Regions from separate parts of the Rattus norvegicus genome. Here region 2 is linked to region 1. The links are chromatin contacts, called in public Hi-C maps. All regions are on one chromosome and are shown on one strand. The core of a region is the stretch at or near the end of the contact, and the rest is flanking DNA. Distances in the headings are between cores, read along the strand shown.

Region 1 (7,616 bases), core at 2,636-5,135:
AGATCTGACAACTGAGGTAATTAAAAGTTTAAATGTGCTATGTTTTTCAGTAACACACATAAGAACAGAAGTTGTAGATTTGAGACATTTGAAAATATATGAATAAAAAGTTAAATAATCAAACTAGAAAAGTGTATCAAAGATGATCTACATGTTTCTTACTGAAATCATATACTGGAAAGGTAATTATGCAGGCACATTTGTAAATTTAGCTCTTCGTGTACTAGTAGATTAGTACTAACTGGTGCATTAGTGATTAAAGGTCTTATGTGTGATGGTTTCAACTGTGTAGTTAAAGTTTAAATAATAAAAGTAATGTATTCATTGAACTTTTTTAAAATTTTGCTTTTTGAGGTAGTCTTTAATTTAGTCCAGATTTACTTCAAAATCACTATGTAGCTGAGGGTGACTTTGAATTTTTGATTCCCTTATCCTCTATCCCTCAAGTGCTGGGATTATAGGCACACACCACCACACCTAGCTATCTAGGTTTCTCAGTTATAACTCTCAGGGATACATTAGTATCTAAGTTGTAATGAAAGTGCCTCATTCTTAAACTCTAGATCTATAAGGGAAATTAAACTAATATTTACCAGGTGACTACTATGTACTTATTATTGTATAGAGAATGCAGACCCCTCCCCATGTCCTACAGTCTGTTTCCTCATTTCCTTTAGGACTATGTTTTCAGGCTCTGCCTTTTCTCTCAATTACAACACACACACACACACACACACACACACACACACACACAGAGTCTTTGGCAGAGACTCTGTTGTAGTCAGTGCTACAAATTCCTAGGAATAGAACCTTCCACAAATAGGAAGAACAGACAGACAATCTTTGGTTTAAGGGAAACTGTAGCTTCTCTTTAGGCAGGTACAATCTGCCGAATGGAAGAGAGGAATGAATATATTCTACACCTGCTGTGGTCAGAATGTTGCATTTCCATTCCCAAAACTCTTATGACAAAACCTAATCTCCAATGTGATGTTACCACGGGACAATCAAGTTAGGAGAGTTCTCCTCTCACCAGTGGGATGATTCCCATGATCAGACCTGTGAGGCTCTTTTCATTCCCCCATAATCTAAGAACATACACAGCATGCACCTATGAGGTAAAATGCCCTTACTAGATAGCAGATATACCAGTGCTTTGATCTCAAACTTCTCGGCCTCTAGTACTGAGAGAAATAAGTCTTTTATTTGCAAACCACTCAATCTAATCAGCAGCCCAAACCAACTAACGATACCAAACATTCATTTACAAAAGCTGTACATCCTAGAAGGTCTAAGAAGCAATGGCAAGCAAATGGTGTAAGGGTTCAGAAGTTTCTATCACCCTAGACCAGATGATGAAGGTATCACAGGGAAAAAGTGACATTTGGGCTGAGTCTTGAAGAGGTAAGTAGACTTCTTAAAGCTCACAGTTTAATAGCTATTCATGGAAGTGTTCTGACAAGAACTTTCCAGGAAGTTTTAATCACCTGTGTGTCCACAGAGATGCCCTCTTGACTCTCCAGTTTCCCCAGGACTAAGTCAGCACTAATTTGCTCTCTGTCCCTGTGTACTCGCCCACTGTGGATAGTTCATAGCACAATCATTACAGTATGAAGCTCCATGACTAGCTTCTTTCAGCTGCCATGCTCTCATGGTTCACCTACACCGTTTACGGCATTTATCAATACTTCATTCCTTCATGGCCAAGTACCACACCGTGAAGTCCACTAATCAGTTGATGGACATGTGGATTGTTTTCACCTTTTGACTATGGTAATATAGCTCTTTTTGTTTTGCTCAACCCCATAACCAATTTGCCAGCACATCCATCCCAGCCATTCTCCAAGCTTGCAGCTGGAAACCAACGTCCCCTAAGTGGTTCCCACACTTCTTGTCCAGCTTCAATGCCCAATTCATCACGTTCTCAGAATCTCAACAAAAAACAAAAAAACAAAAAAACCCTGTCTTCTAACTTACGTTAGCTCGTGTCACTTCTGCTAATAATCCTGTAATCACTTCCACTTTCCTCAAGTAAAATCACAGACCTTCATAACTGCCTTCACAGCTCTTACACAGCTCTGTCATCTGGCCCTGTTACCACTCTGACTTCATCGACTAGTACTTTTCCCGAGACGTTTTGCTCCAGTCATCCTGGCTGGCCGTTCCTTCCAAAGATCAAGCACGTTCTCACCTCAGGACCTTTTCCTGCAATGTTCTTCCCTTAAACAGCTGCATCCCACCACGTCTTCAAATCTCCGATCACTTTCTCCATTATTTTATCAATCAACATTCTTTCCCATGGTTCCTACTACTGAACCTCACTCACACATCCTAGCGGTAACTCTTCCAGCGAGCTTTATCCCCAGGTAACATTATTTTAAATTGTGTTCCCATCCCTGGCCCTGTTTACCTAGTCTTTTCCTTGCAGACTTCTCATCTCCTAAAAGACTACACGTACATTTTTCCTTTCTTGGACATTTGCCTGAAGAGGGCAGACTTCTCGTTAACAACTCTATCCCTCATATCCAAAGATATGGCTGGCACAACATATCTGCTGAAGTAATGCTTCATTTCAGTCCGTCGCGCAATCATCTATCCTGTTTTTCCAGGTACAGCTCATAAAACGGAGGATTTCTTGCAGTGGTGATTCCCTAGAAGGATTATACTTTGCCTCGAAAGAAAAACTGTGCTTTATCTTGTCAACCACAAGGAGGAGTTGAGAGAGAGTTGAGCAAAGAGAAATCGGGTAATTCTTTCCCTTGCTTTTCCTCCTCTAACCTCAAGGGGGAAGAAAGCTGGATCCGGAGCCCGCTATAATAAATGAATGGCTTTTTTTCTACACCAGGAGTTACCTAGACACACACGTCAACATTAAGGTTTCCGATCCTTTCGGAGGCCTAAGATATCAAGGCCATTAAGATCTAGGAATGTTTAATTCTCCTCCTAGTCATTTCTCACAAATCAGGGAAGGAGTTCCCATTAACAACAGGCACATAACTTACCGGTGTTTCAGAGTCATCGGTACTCTCTACTACTAAGTCTGTACTATTTAATACTGACCACATCTACAATTCTTCAACGATGCAGGCAATTCGGTCCCTGGATTAAAACCAAATCTCAGATCTGACACTAACTCATCGACACCCGATTCCCATACACCGCGATCGATCTCCCAAGCGCTTCGGACTCACCGCCACCTGTTGATGCCCACGTTGGAAGAGCCGGCGAACCAGGGGTCGAGGATGTACACGCAGCGGATGGTGTCGGCGCCCTGGATGCACTCCTTCAGGGCGGGGTTGTCGTGCAGCCGGAGTCCCTTTCGGAACCAATGCACGGCGTTCACCCCCATGCTCGGGGCGCGGCGGGTCACCCCGACTTCTTCTACCGAGAGCTTCAAGCGAGGGAAGTCGGGCTCATAACCGACACCTGCGCTTCCAGGAGAACCTCCTCACGCGAGGAGTGGGGAAAGGGCGGCAGAGAGGGGACGGGAGGAGGCGACGCCGAGGCGGGGCGCGGAGGCGGCGAGCGCGCAGCTGGCAGATGAATGGAGGCTGCCGAGGCTCCGGGATCCACGCGCGACGTCCTTCAGGAGCCCGCGCCCAGCGTCCGGAGGACACGCATACCTTCCAGGGCCTGGGACCCCCGGAGTACAAGCGAGCGCGCGGGGCTCGAGCCGCCACGACGGCCCGAGCTGGCCGCAGCAGCCCCGGGAGGCTCGTCACGGAAAGCTCGCCCAACCGAGGCGGCCCGCGAGGAGACGGTGGCGCGCCCCAGGCGGCCTCCACGGACCGACACGAGCTTCCGCGGCCTCCGCGCGACGCGGCCTGTGCGCCCCAGAGTGGGCAGCGAGCTCGGATAGCGCGGGCTAGAGCTCCAGGCCGCGGGACACTCGCCGGCCGGTCACCGGTCCCGAGGCTGCCCGGGTGACTCCGCCGCGTCAGCGGCCTCCGCCCCGCCCCCGGCTTCTCATTGGGCGGTACGCTCCCCACGTGACCACCGGCACCTCACGTTTCTGAAGTGTGTTTACTACGCTGGCTCGGACCTCCGCGTGCACCTCGGCGCCTGGCGCTTCGGGACCCGTTGCGATCGCTGGGCGCTCCCGACCTGTGTTGTCGCTTGGGAGCCGGGGTCGCAGCCTCTGCGGGTCTCCTCAGTCCCAGGACGCTCGCGGGGTCCACAGGCCGCGGGGAGGGGGAGGAGGCGTAGTTCTGCTCCCTGGGCTGGGAGCCGCCTCCATTGGCTGAAGCTCGCGGGGACCCGGATGAGCACGGGGCTGCGGGGAGCTCGCGGGCGCGCGCTCTGCTGGGCACGGCGCGCGTGCGCTCTCGAGGTGTAAGAGCCGGGGCCAGGGGACGGGAGCGCGCCCAGAGTTCTTCCTATGGAGTGTGTGGAAAATCTGAGGCCAGTTCCTTGTACCCTGAGAGTTATTGCGGAGCTGGGTGAGAGGCACAGTCCGAGGCGTCACCGCCAGCTTCAATCCAGTGTTCATTGGAGTCCCCTGCTGTGGAAGGAGCAGAAACCACCCCGTCAGCCTTTTTACTGTTTGGGGTAGGCACTTTTACCCAAACTCTGGAGAATTCAGGTCCGATACCAGATATACAGCACTGCCAAGCATTTCATAATACTGTTGATACATCGTCAGTTTATCGACCCTTATCTAGTACTAGAAGTGTAGTTTAGAAGGCTATCTTGATTAAGTTTTGGGGGGGGGTTGTTTTGTATTTTGTTTTTGTCAAGTGAAGTTAATATGGGAAGAGGAATCTCAACTGCGTAGAGGCCTCCATCAGGTTGCCTGTATGGAAGTCTGGGCACTTTCTTGATTAATGAGTAATGTGGGAGGGCCCGCCCAGTGTGGGTAGTGCCACCATTAGGCAGGTAGCCCTAGGCGGGTTGTTCAAGAAAGCAGGCTGAGAAAGCCACAGGGAACCAAAACTTTTTCTCCATGACCTCTGCTTCAGCTCAGTCTCCAAATTTCTGCTTTGAATTTCTGCCCTGACTTCTCTCCATGATGGACCATTAACTATCAACATCAACAAACCCCCTCCTCCCTGCCCAAGTTGCGTTTGCTCATGTTGTCTTATCAAAGCAGTTGAAATCTAACTAGAACACTGGGCCACATGTGCACCTTTCCCGGGCTTCCTAGCAATAACCTACAGGTGGGCCATGCCTTAGATATACTATGCCCTTTATGTTGAGACGGACTCATGCAGTCCTGGCTTACCTTGAATCTACTGTGTAACTGAGGATGGCTCTTGATTCTCCTGCCCTCACCCCTGAGTCCTAGTATCACTCATGTGCGTATATTAAGCCGGGATTATTTATTTATTGTTTATTTATTTTTGGAGACAGGATTATTATTAAGTGTCTAGGCTGGCCTTTCACTCACTTTGCAGCTTAGGAAAGCCTCAGAGTGAGGCTCTTGCCTCTGCTTCAGGAAGACCTGGTGTCATAGGCCTGTGCAACTAGAACCAGCATAGCAATTACTTAGTGAATGAGGCAGGTTATGTTCCAAAGAGATAACAGACAAACTTAACAACAAAACCACAGCCCTTATGGAGTTTATGATTCATTTCTTATTCTTTATATGTGCTGGATTTTCCTGTGATAGAGAAGTGCTCTTGAGATCTACAACTCACCACAATCGTCTTTCAGCTACCTAAAGTATATCTCCTCATACCCGATAAGACCTAAATAAAATGCTCACTGATTTGTGAAAATATGTGTTTACCTCTAATACAAATAAATATAGTGCCTCTCGGAGTTCCCCAACCACACGTCTGATACATCATTTGTGACATTGTTATGAACACTCAAAGAAAGTTTTTATCACAATATCTAGCTGTATCGCTTCAAAAAATGCTTACCACTATATAAAAGTGACTCTGCGTCCCTCCAAAGTGAAATTTCTCAAGGACAAGGTCTTATTTTTGTGTGCCGTCAATCCCCAGTACAGAGTTTGATGTGTGCGCTTGAATGTTAATTGAATAGATGGAGGAGCAAATGAAAGAAGAGTCGTGGGGCATCCGAATGTCTGGTAAAGATAAAAGGAGGAAGGGAACAGTGATAGTTACAGGTTGAAGTGTGTCCCCTTCAAATTGTTACAACACCCCCTTACCTGTGAAAAAGGTCACATTTGGAAACAAGATCTTTAAAGATAATCAATGTAAGAGTAATTATTACACTGTTCCCTAATCCAGTGTGACAAGTATCTTCAAATAAAAGGTAAGTTTGGACATGAAGACATACATGCGTCTAGAGAGAATGCCATAGGAAGATTGAAATTATGGTTGGCCACAAAGCAAGGGGCTAGCAGAAACCAGCAGAAACCTGGAACGGACTCTTCCTTAGTGCTCTCAGAGACAATATGGCTCTCCTGACGCCTGCTTGGACTTCTAAAACTGACACAATGAATTCCTGTTGCTTTGAGCTGCCCAGTATTCAGTACTTTACTTTGGCAGCTCTAACAAATGACAGAAGGAAACTGACTTCAATATTTTAAGGAACTAATGTGTAAATGGTCTTCTCCACCTCCGCTTTGGTTGGTTGCTGTAGAAGGAGCCTTTCTCAGTTTCTTCAGAAAGATTTGAAAGTAGATGTGTGAAAAGCACAGAGACTTGAGCACATAGTCCCTTGTTGTAGAGAGGCATGATTATTTTGTGGTCACTCCTAGGGACCTTCTGAGCCTCTCATCACCTGTGCGGGAGGCCTGATCATGGAGCCGTGCCTCCATTTGGATTGTGTGGCATTCCAGGACTCTTGTACTTTTGTACTTTAAAAAAGTACAGTCTTTTGTTTTCAGTGGTTTGAAAGGAAGCAGATTGTGTCTACAGATGTAAAAACTGTTTTCAAGCATCCAGATTGAAATGGTGGGAAGAGAAAATTGATCCATGTAGAGTTGGCTTCTGCTTATGGGAGTGTTCATTCAATAAAGATGAAAATTTAAACAGCGTGTAGGTGTTTCTGTAACTTTAACATTGAAGAATTAATCTGTTATAAAAGCATATCGAGTGTATTCCTCAAATACCACAGGGTTTTAATGGCTCATAGAGTGCGACCTTTGTATATTCGGAGTGGGGGGGTGGGAGTTGCCATTTAATGGCAGCTATCACTTTCTGAGCATTGAGTATGTGCTATGTCCTGTATGACTCGTAGCAGTAATGTTTGTGATACTTTTTCCTCTGTAGCGTGTTTTGTAGACATGTGCTGGGGCATCATGGAGAAAGTAGCTTTCAACTTCTTCAGACTGAGAAACAGTTCTGGGTCTTGGCAATACCCTCTCTGCATTTGGTACAGTCAGTGCACGCCAAGTTGCGTCTTTCTAACTTGCTGATCCAGTAAGTGTTCTAAGATGCTCTGAAACAAAGCCAGAACTAAGAAAAACAGGAAGGTCCTGGGGGGTGGCTGCAGAGGCACCCCTGTGTCTGTGGATTAGTAGCAAGACACATTAGATATCATCTTTATAATACTATTAGGGTGCGGTTAAATCTGGTAGGGTAAGTTAAATCTTATTGATAAGGAACTAAAACTCCAGGGCATAAGTAATAAAGCTGGATGAAAAGCCCAAATTGTCTCTGAATCTAAAGCTTTTCTCTTAACATACAGCCCATCACCGACCC
Region 2 (7,616 bases), core at 2,661-5,160, 35 kb before region 1:
GATAGAGTAGGTAAGCAGAAGTTAAATGGACCAGCCACATGTCCAATCTTTAAGGGCAGCAGTCACCACACAAACAGCACAGAGATGACCTTTCTGTTCTTTCAGGGTTACACCACGCAGTCCTGTCCTGAAGGCTGCTTTGTCTGGTTATCGTCTTCTGTTTCTGTCCACTCTCATGCCACCAACGCCCAAAAGCCTTGCTGATATTACCACAGCTCTAGTTATTAGTGACAGGAGTGTACTATTCTGTCTGGAATGTTCCTTTCCATAGCTTTGAGGGCCACAGTGATACATACCCACATAGACATGAAAAGCACTCATCTCGGAAGTCATGTGGTGGAGGTAAACCTCGTTCTCACTTTCTGTCTTCACTACCATCATTCTGCTTGGTTTGGAGTTACTTACCAACATCTGAACCCCACTCTGACTCACTACTACAATATGTATTTTGAGAGAAGGCTGCTGTTAGATGCACACTGACACAAACACATCTGAGGCTCCTAACACTGTTCACAAGTATGCATACTTTAAAAAGTGAGAAGTATTTATGGGCAGTCATAGAACTTCATGTGTTTCTTAGCAAGATTTTTTTTGGGGGTGTGGGGACAAGACACATGGTCTTGTGTAATTCAGGCTAGCCTTGAGTTTGCTATAAAGTCAAGGATGGCCTTAAACTTCTGATCCTGAATTCTGGGATTCTAAGTATGTGTCACTGTGCTAGGTTTCTTTATATGGTGCAAGAGACTGAATCCAGCATTTCTCACATGTGAGGCAAGCACTCAATTCAGCAGTTCTAGCCCCACAAGAGATATTTTATTTAAAAAAATCATTAAAGATTATTTATTTGTGAGTGTGTGACTGAAAGGGTGAATATTCATGGGGCGGGGGGTTGTGGTGGAGAGGCATGGAGTGCCTGTGCACATCACCAGAGGACAGGAAAGGGTCAGATATTCTCGTCTATAACTCTCCACCTATTCCTCTGAGGCAGGGTTTCTCCCTGAACCTGGAGCTCACATTTAACTCTGCTGTACTGGCAGACAGCAAGCCTCAACAATCCTGCTTTGCTTCTCCAAAGCACTAGTACTACTGGCATTTGAGGGGCACCAGGATTGTTACATGTTTGCTAGGATCTGAATGCTGGTCCTCAGAATTGTGCAGTGCTTTTAACAAGTCTCAAGCTCACCATCTCTCAGCAAGGTATATTTGAGATACCTTAGATGTTAATAAAGATCAAATTTCTTTTTGGTAAAAGAAATAGAATGAACTAGTTTGCTTAAGCAGAAAGAGCTCACATGTCCCGCGAGTAAATCCAAGGCAGAGTAATCTCTGAATCTTTGCTGTTATAACTAAGTCCATGTTTTCTATTGAAACTTGCAAGAAGAGTTTTTCATATTAAACTTAAATGGCGGAGCCATGTCTGTAAGAGGTAAGGGGGAAAAGACAAAAACACCAAAAGGATGTAACTAGTTTATAAGACGAACAACCAAGTCTACATTAATATCATACACACGAATTCTTATTCACGCACCTGCAAGAACTCAAATACATCATACACAGCACAGAAAATATGAATACTTCTTTGATCAAATAAAGTTTATACTGCATGTATCAATGTTTAGATGTGCATAAGTAACTGGAAAGTTACATACAAGGTTCTTAACATATCTACCCTTGAGAAATGAAGTTTTGGTCAGAGGTAAAAATGGACTAATACTAGCTTCATTAAAAAAAATCTCAGGGGGTTGGGGATTTAGCTCAGTGGTAGAGTGCTTGCCTAGCAAGCGCAAGGCCCTGGGTTCGGTCCCCAGATCCAAAAAAAAAGAAAAAGAAAAAAAAAAAACCTCAGAGTTGACAACCAGCACATTCCTTCAGCATAGAGAGGGCGGGACCGTAGCTCCTGAACTTGGTTTACTGTTGCTGAGCACCTTTACAGAGCAGCAGACAATTCCATGTTTCCTAGCACCCACTGCACAGATGTCCCATAATTTCAACAAGTCTAGCAGTAAGTATTATTCACTCATCAACTGTGAAAAATCTGGAATTTCCCTGTCTAGGAAACTGAAGTATAACAGGACCCGCATCATGGAAGTCTTTGTGAGAGCTCATCAGTTCACATGTGAGGCTCACAGAACAGTATCTGTACCTGGTGAGCATTATTGTGTTATTTAATACTTTTCAGTTCTATTTTTACTATATAATTCTAGTTTATCTCTTGCTTGTATTTACTGCAGGTCTTAAAATAGATCTGCCCACCAGCAGTCTCTATCTCCTGATCCACTGCAGCACACATTGTCAACCACTGGGAGACACATGATCTTGTACAAAGGTCTTCAAAACTCACTCCTAATAAAGAACAACGTATGTTCTCAGCTACCATCCAATGGGCTCAGGGTCACGTTCTACCCCGCTCCCCACTGCTCCTCTGCACCAGGCTACTGCTCTTTGCACACATATACTGTCTTGGAACATGTCATCTATTCTTTCTTCAGTCTGAAATAATTTTTGCCAATTTTGATCTCAAGTTTCTATCTTATTAAGTCTTAAGTCTTAGAGTTGAAGGTACTTACTTTAGTCTCTCAACTGTCAGAGAATGTATTTAGTTCTAGAGAAAATTCAAATTGTTTCTTATAGCACACAAAACTGCATACAAGCACATATACACATGTATACATATACACAGACCGACACAAACACACACTCACTCGTTTCTGTGGATTTCACATTAAGTACCTGTGTCTGATTCTTAACTACATTGCTTTCTTAACCTATGTTTTAGTCTCTATATCTGGTAAATATCATCATAGGTCTTATAGAGTCTATTGAAAAGACTTGAAGTAGGCTAAGTTGCTAGTAGGTTCGGTTCACACAGCTTTTGAGAAGATTAGAAACACATAAAACCAACACAATGTAGCACAATGGCTGATACCCATCAAACAGAAGTTATTGTTATTTTCCCTTCAGAATAATTTCTGAAGGTGAGCAGGGAAATGCAAACTTGTAATTCCAATACTCAAGATGTGGAGCAGGGGATCCCAAGTTCATAGGCAGACCCATGTGACCCATCTTTAAAAAAAATAAAAAAGGGTAATACCTGTTTTTGAAAACAAAAATCCCACGTATTTATATATGTAAATGCTTGGGCACAACAATAGGAAAGGATGAATCAGCTGGATGCTCAGTATATACAGAATCTCGCTGAATGTGTACTTTATCTGCATGTGACTGTAAGCCAACGTTTGATATTCCCCAATGACAATGACAATGCTAATATAAATATCTATTTTATTTAAAAGGTACAGTACAATAAAACTCAAAATCAACTAATCTTAAAGCCTATAATTCTATGGTAGTACAACAGAAAAATAAACCTTCAATAGTGTAGGTTCAAAGTACCAGTCACTGATTAGTGAAATTTCTTTTTAGTGAAAAATAAAAACCATTATTTGAAAACTATACAAAATCTAACCCTTTGTCCTTTGCCCTCAGTTTAGAATGGGATCACTCAGAGTTCAGACTGTGTGCTCCAGAGAACATCATTTCAACATTCATATATTATAAAGACATCTCTTAACACATCGCTTAACACTGAACAGACAAATTTGGCATACACTGCATAGCCATGTACTCCCATTTGAAGGTTCGGCTAATAAAACAATAGACTTGTTTTTAAATAAGCCAAATGACAGTAAAATTCACTACAATCCTTTAAATATAGAAGCACAACTTAATTATAATACTGAATAAACCACTTTGAAATGAAGAGATTAATGTACTTCTTCATTTTAAACATTTTAAGGAATTTTCCTCTAGAAATCACTACCTTTTACTACTATAAAAACGTACATGTAGTAACTTCCTTATGCCACTTCCAAAAGATGATTTCAACATGAATCAACAGAAATAGTTTCTAAAGTAGGTCATTGCTATAGCAACCAGTGGGTGGTTTAGCATACTCCCATCACAATGACCTACTTTCTAGTCTGTGCTAGAACAGCTTATATAACTAGTATTTCTAGTTCTGTCTATAAAATAGTCTGAAAAAGGCAAGGGCACGATACAGCATAATCTCACTGCACTGAAAATAAGACACCATGAATTCACATAATACAGCCATCTGTTCTATGTTGGAGTTTCTACACTGTGTCATATACAGTCATGAGTGGGAAACCATACAATGTTGATCCTAGAAACCGGTTTAAAGAATATATAATAAAATCATTAACATCACATGAAGAACAGCTCCATATATTCCGTGCATATGAAAAAAAAAGATGTGGACCCACCATCATAAATAAAATAAAAATGGAGGTTTCAGTCATACCTCAAAGTATTTCATTAGAGATTTTAAAATTATAAATAGCAATTTGTATGTCTCTAAGTATGGAAAAGGATTTTTATATGCTCCATTTTCTAAATTTCTAACAAATTCTTAGTGCTTTCATTTATTCTGCTAACTGTAATCAACTGTAATACACATTTTCTTAACAGCCAATACTTAGCATTAAAATCCAGATGAAGTATACATCGTGAAGATGAATTCTGCACTTGTCAGGCTCAAAATTAAATGCAGAGCTCCAGAGACTTATATCAGAACAAAAAGTTGTTTTTACAACAAATGTTTTGCGATGCTTTTTTAAAATCCAAAACAAAATTTATAGATATGCCTCTCACAACTCCTCGCAAAGAAACCAACAGAGGCAGAACAGGGCTTTTCGTGTGGGTGCTCAGGTGTGACCCAAGAAAGTGATTATGTGTGCATTCCAACAGTAGAACACTCACTCGGCATAGTCAAGGCTCTAGGCTCAGTTCTCAAACATCAAAAATTAGGAAACTAAAGCGGTAATGAAGAGAAGTAAAGGCCAGGCCTGGTAGCGCACACTTGTATCATTTGAGCATTCTAGAATCCTAGGCTACGGATACAGGACTGTCTAAACCCAATGCCACCTGGCAAACATATTAAAACTGTGGCTGAAGAGATAAGACATTAGATAATAATTTTAAATTCGAAAGCTGCAAACCCAGCAGATTGGTGAAGTTGTGCCACTGGTATCTCAAATAGGATGTGCCCTATTGTTCTTGGTGATATGATTCCTGGAGCAATAGCATGATTTATTGAAGTTCTGAAGCTTCTCTTGATGTGCACAGGTAGTAAACGAACCCAGAAAATCTCTATATATAACAGAATTTCAATACCCCTGGTTTGATACACACTGAATTTAGACTTCCATTCAGAAGATGAGAAACTTTGTCTGGACTTAAGTCTGAGACTACACAATTACTGTCTGAGGCATCACATGCTATACTAAGGAGAGTATCTTACTTCTGGCTTCTCTTCAATAGTCCTCTAGCTTCCTTCAGCCATTTTAACAACTAAAACTGCCTCAGAACAATTTTAAAATGCCTTCCTTCCAATGAATGATAACTAACTTCATTCACAGTATATGAGAGCTAAAACCGTGATGCCAGCTATGCTGTCCACAGAACTAGGGAAGGTACTTGGCCGTGCACCACACACAGAAGTTCACTGCGACCTGTGTGATGAATGACAACTGGGCAGCACAAAGGTAACACTGACACTGGAAAGGCAGAAGGAAGAAGCAACTGTCTTCCCTCCTTCTCTAAGGTAGGGCAGATATTAAGAATTCAAGGATACAGTGAAAGTAAAGAAGAGCCTTTTAATATAATATAGTTAATGGAGGTGGAGAAAGAGACAGAGAATTACTAGCCACTGGCCAGCAATTTTTAACTAAGGCCATACTTTCCAATGCCCATACAATCCCTGAAATACAGCATAAGTGTTATAAATATCTACCAAACAAATTAACTATGTCACGTGAAGTATTTTAAAGCTTGACTCAATAGTAAATGGAGTAGTAGGACAGGAAAGGAATATCTGGTGCATGTTTATTTTTATAGGCACAAAGGTATACAACTCTATAAAATATCACAGTAAAAAGGCTACAGAGTTGAAAACTTACCATGTACATTTCCAAAACTCAGCTATGAAATGAAATAAAAATTTTAATTTGGGTCTAGTGAGATGGCTCAGTGAGTAGAGGCACTTGTCACCAAGCCTGAAGACATGAGTTCCATCCCTGGGATCCACATGGTAGGAGAGAGAGATTTCCTGTAGTTATTCTCTCATCTCCAAACATAGACTGTGTAATGTGTGCATGTGTATATGTGCAAGCCCATGCATGCACCCACGCACGTATACACACACACACACACACACACACACACACACACACACACAAGTAAATGTAAAAATATTTAGATTTTAAAAAGAATTTAAGGGCTAAAAGGATGGCTCAGCAGTTAAAGGCTAAGTTTACAACCAAAACATCAAAGAATTTAACATGACTATCTGACTCCAAAGCTGTGCTCTCTGCACTATCTAACACTACTTTTCTATAGGGCATGCAATAAAATATAGGGCATGCAATAAAATATTGAAGTGACTTAGGTTACGCCATCTTGTCCTGACTCCACCTGGGGCTACTTAAGCAGTTCTCAAACCTGTCCCGTGTGGACAGTCCTATCTGCCTTGGCAACACATTTGAGGTCTCTATAGCCTTGACGGTAGTCCAGATGTATTAACCAAAACACTGTAAACTAAACTAACTAAAGAGGTATATGTCAAAGATAACTGTCATGCTATGTCTGAAATAATGACTATGATCTTCCAGGAATGAACGTTCAAGGTTACTCTGGCCTTCACCTAACTTTGATATAAATTATGTTTTTTGCGGGTCCTGCCTTTTAAAATGAGGAACCCCTGAGCTTTGGCACCAAGAGACTCCGAGGCCTGCATCGCTTCTGGTTCCCGGCTACTAAGGGCTCATCGTGCTTAATTGGCTTAATCAGCATGGTTGACTGTATCTTTCTCCCATGAATTACTACAAGAAAATGTTTCAGAAAAACTAATCAGACAGCTTTAAGGATACAAGGATGACTGGAGCTGTTCTTTTTCCCCCGCAGTACGGGATGAGTACACACTGCATCAGTTCACTATTCGTTCCGTGACAAGAGAGCTGCAGTAGGAACTTACAGAAGGAAGGCTGTATCTTAGCCCACCATTCCAGACTTCAGTCCATGCGCATTTTGCTTAAGTTAGAGCACAAAGTTAGGGAGCATGAGGTAAAGCAAAAGGGCCCACCTTCTGATGGACAGGGGGCAGTCAGAATGAAAACATTGGAAAAGCCCTATCTCTTCAGGGCACATCCTACCCCTACCCCACCATGTACTACTTCTAGCCAGGCCTCACATCCTACTTTCTATTTCCCATTAATGCCATCAATGTATGAATCTATCAATGGACTAAGCCACTTATAAAAGCACATCATGATCTAAAAGCCTTTCAATAGTGTCACAAGCCAGAGAACAACACTTCAATAATGCCTAAGACACCATGGGTCAGGTAAATGGGGAGTGCCAATCAATCATGACACTGAAGCAGGAAAGGCAATCAGAGAGAACATCATGCCTAAATCAAGAACACTCATAGTGTGGAGAATGGTGGGGGAGGTGTTATTGAAAAAACATGACTATATCAAGCACCATTTCTAAAATAATGTGTACATCCCTCAAGTTTTACCATTTCAAAAGGCAAATGA

What was found. A called contact is a pair of places that touch in the nucleus more often than the background predicts.
Region 2: a contact with region 1 is called in a Hi-C map of liver, with 3 times the contacts expected there. The contact joins the enhancer-like site here to the promoter of Cry1 in region 1. A contact is called at or near these places in 4 of 12 Hi-C or Micro-C datasets (hepatocytes, liver and mammary epithelial cells).

The regions. Positions count from the first base shown.
Region 1 is chr7:20,413,795-20,421,410 of GRCr8, reverse strand. It overlaps Cry1 (cryptochrome circadian regulator 1), which reads right to left and starts at 3,885. Exons shown (of 13, transcript NM_198750.2): 1 at 3,192-3,885. The coding sequence starts at 3,349. LOC120093541 (sialic acid synthase-like) reads right to left here and starts at 3,019. Exons shown (of 3, transcript XM_039080072.2): 1 at 3,003-3,019; 2 at 1,488-1,578. The coding sequence starts at 3,019.
Region 2 is chr7:20,449,150-20,456,765 of GRCr8, reverse strand. All of the region lies in intron 1 of Cry1 (cryptochrome circadian regulator 1), which reads right to left. Among named protein-coding and RNA genes, the nearest start is that of Mterf2, 33 kb to the left of the region's middle. Within about 2 kb of position 3,910, at least 35 of the 93 cell types and tissues checked have an H3K27ac peak or open chromatin away from gene starts, as enhancers often do. A contact at or near this core is called in hepatocytes and liver, where this site is marked.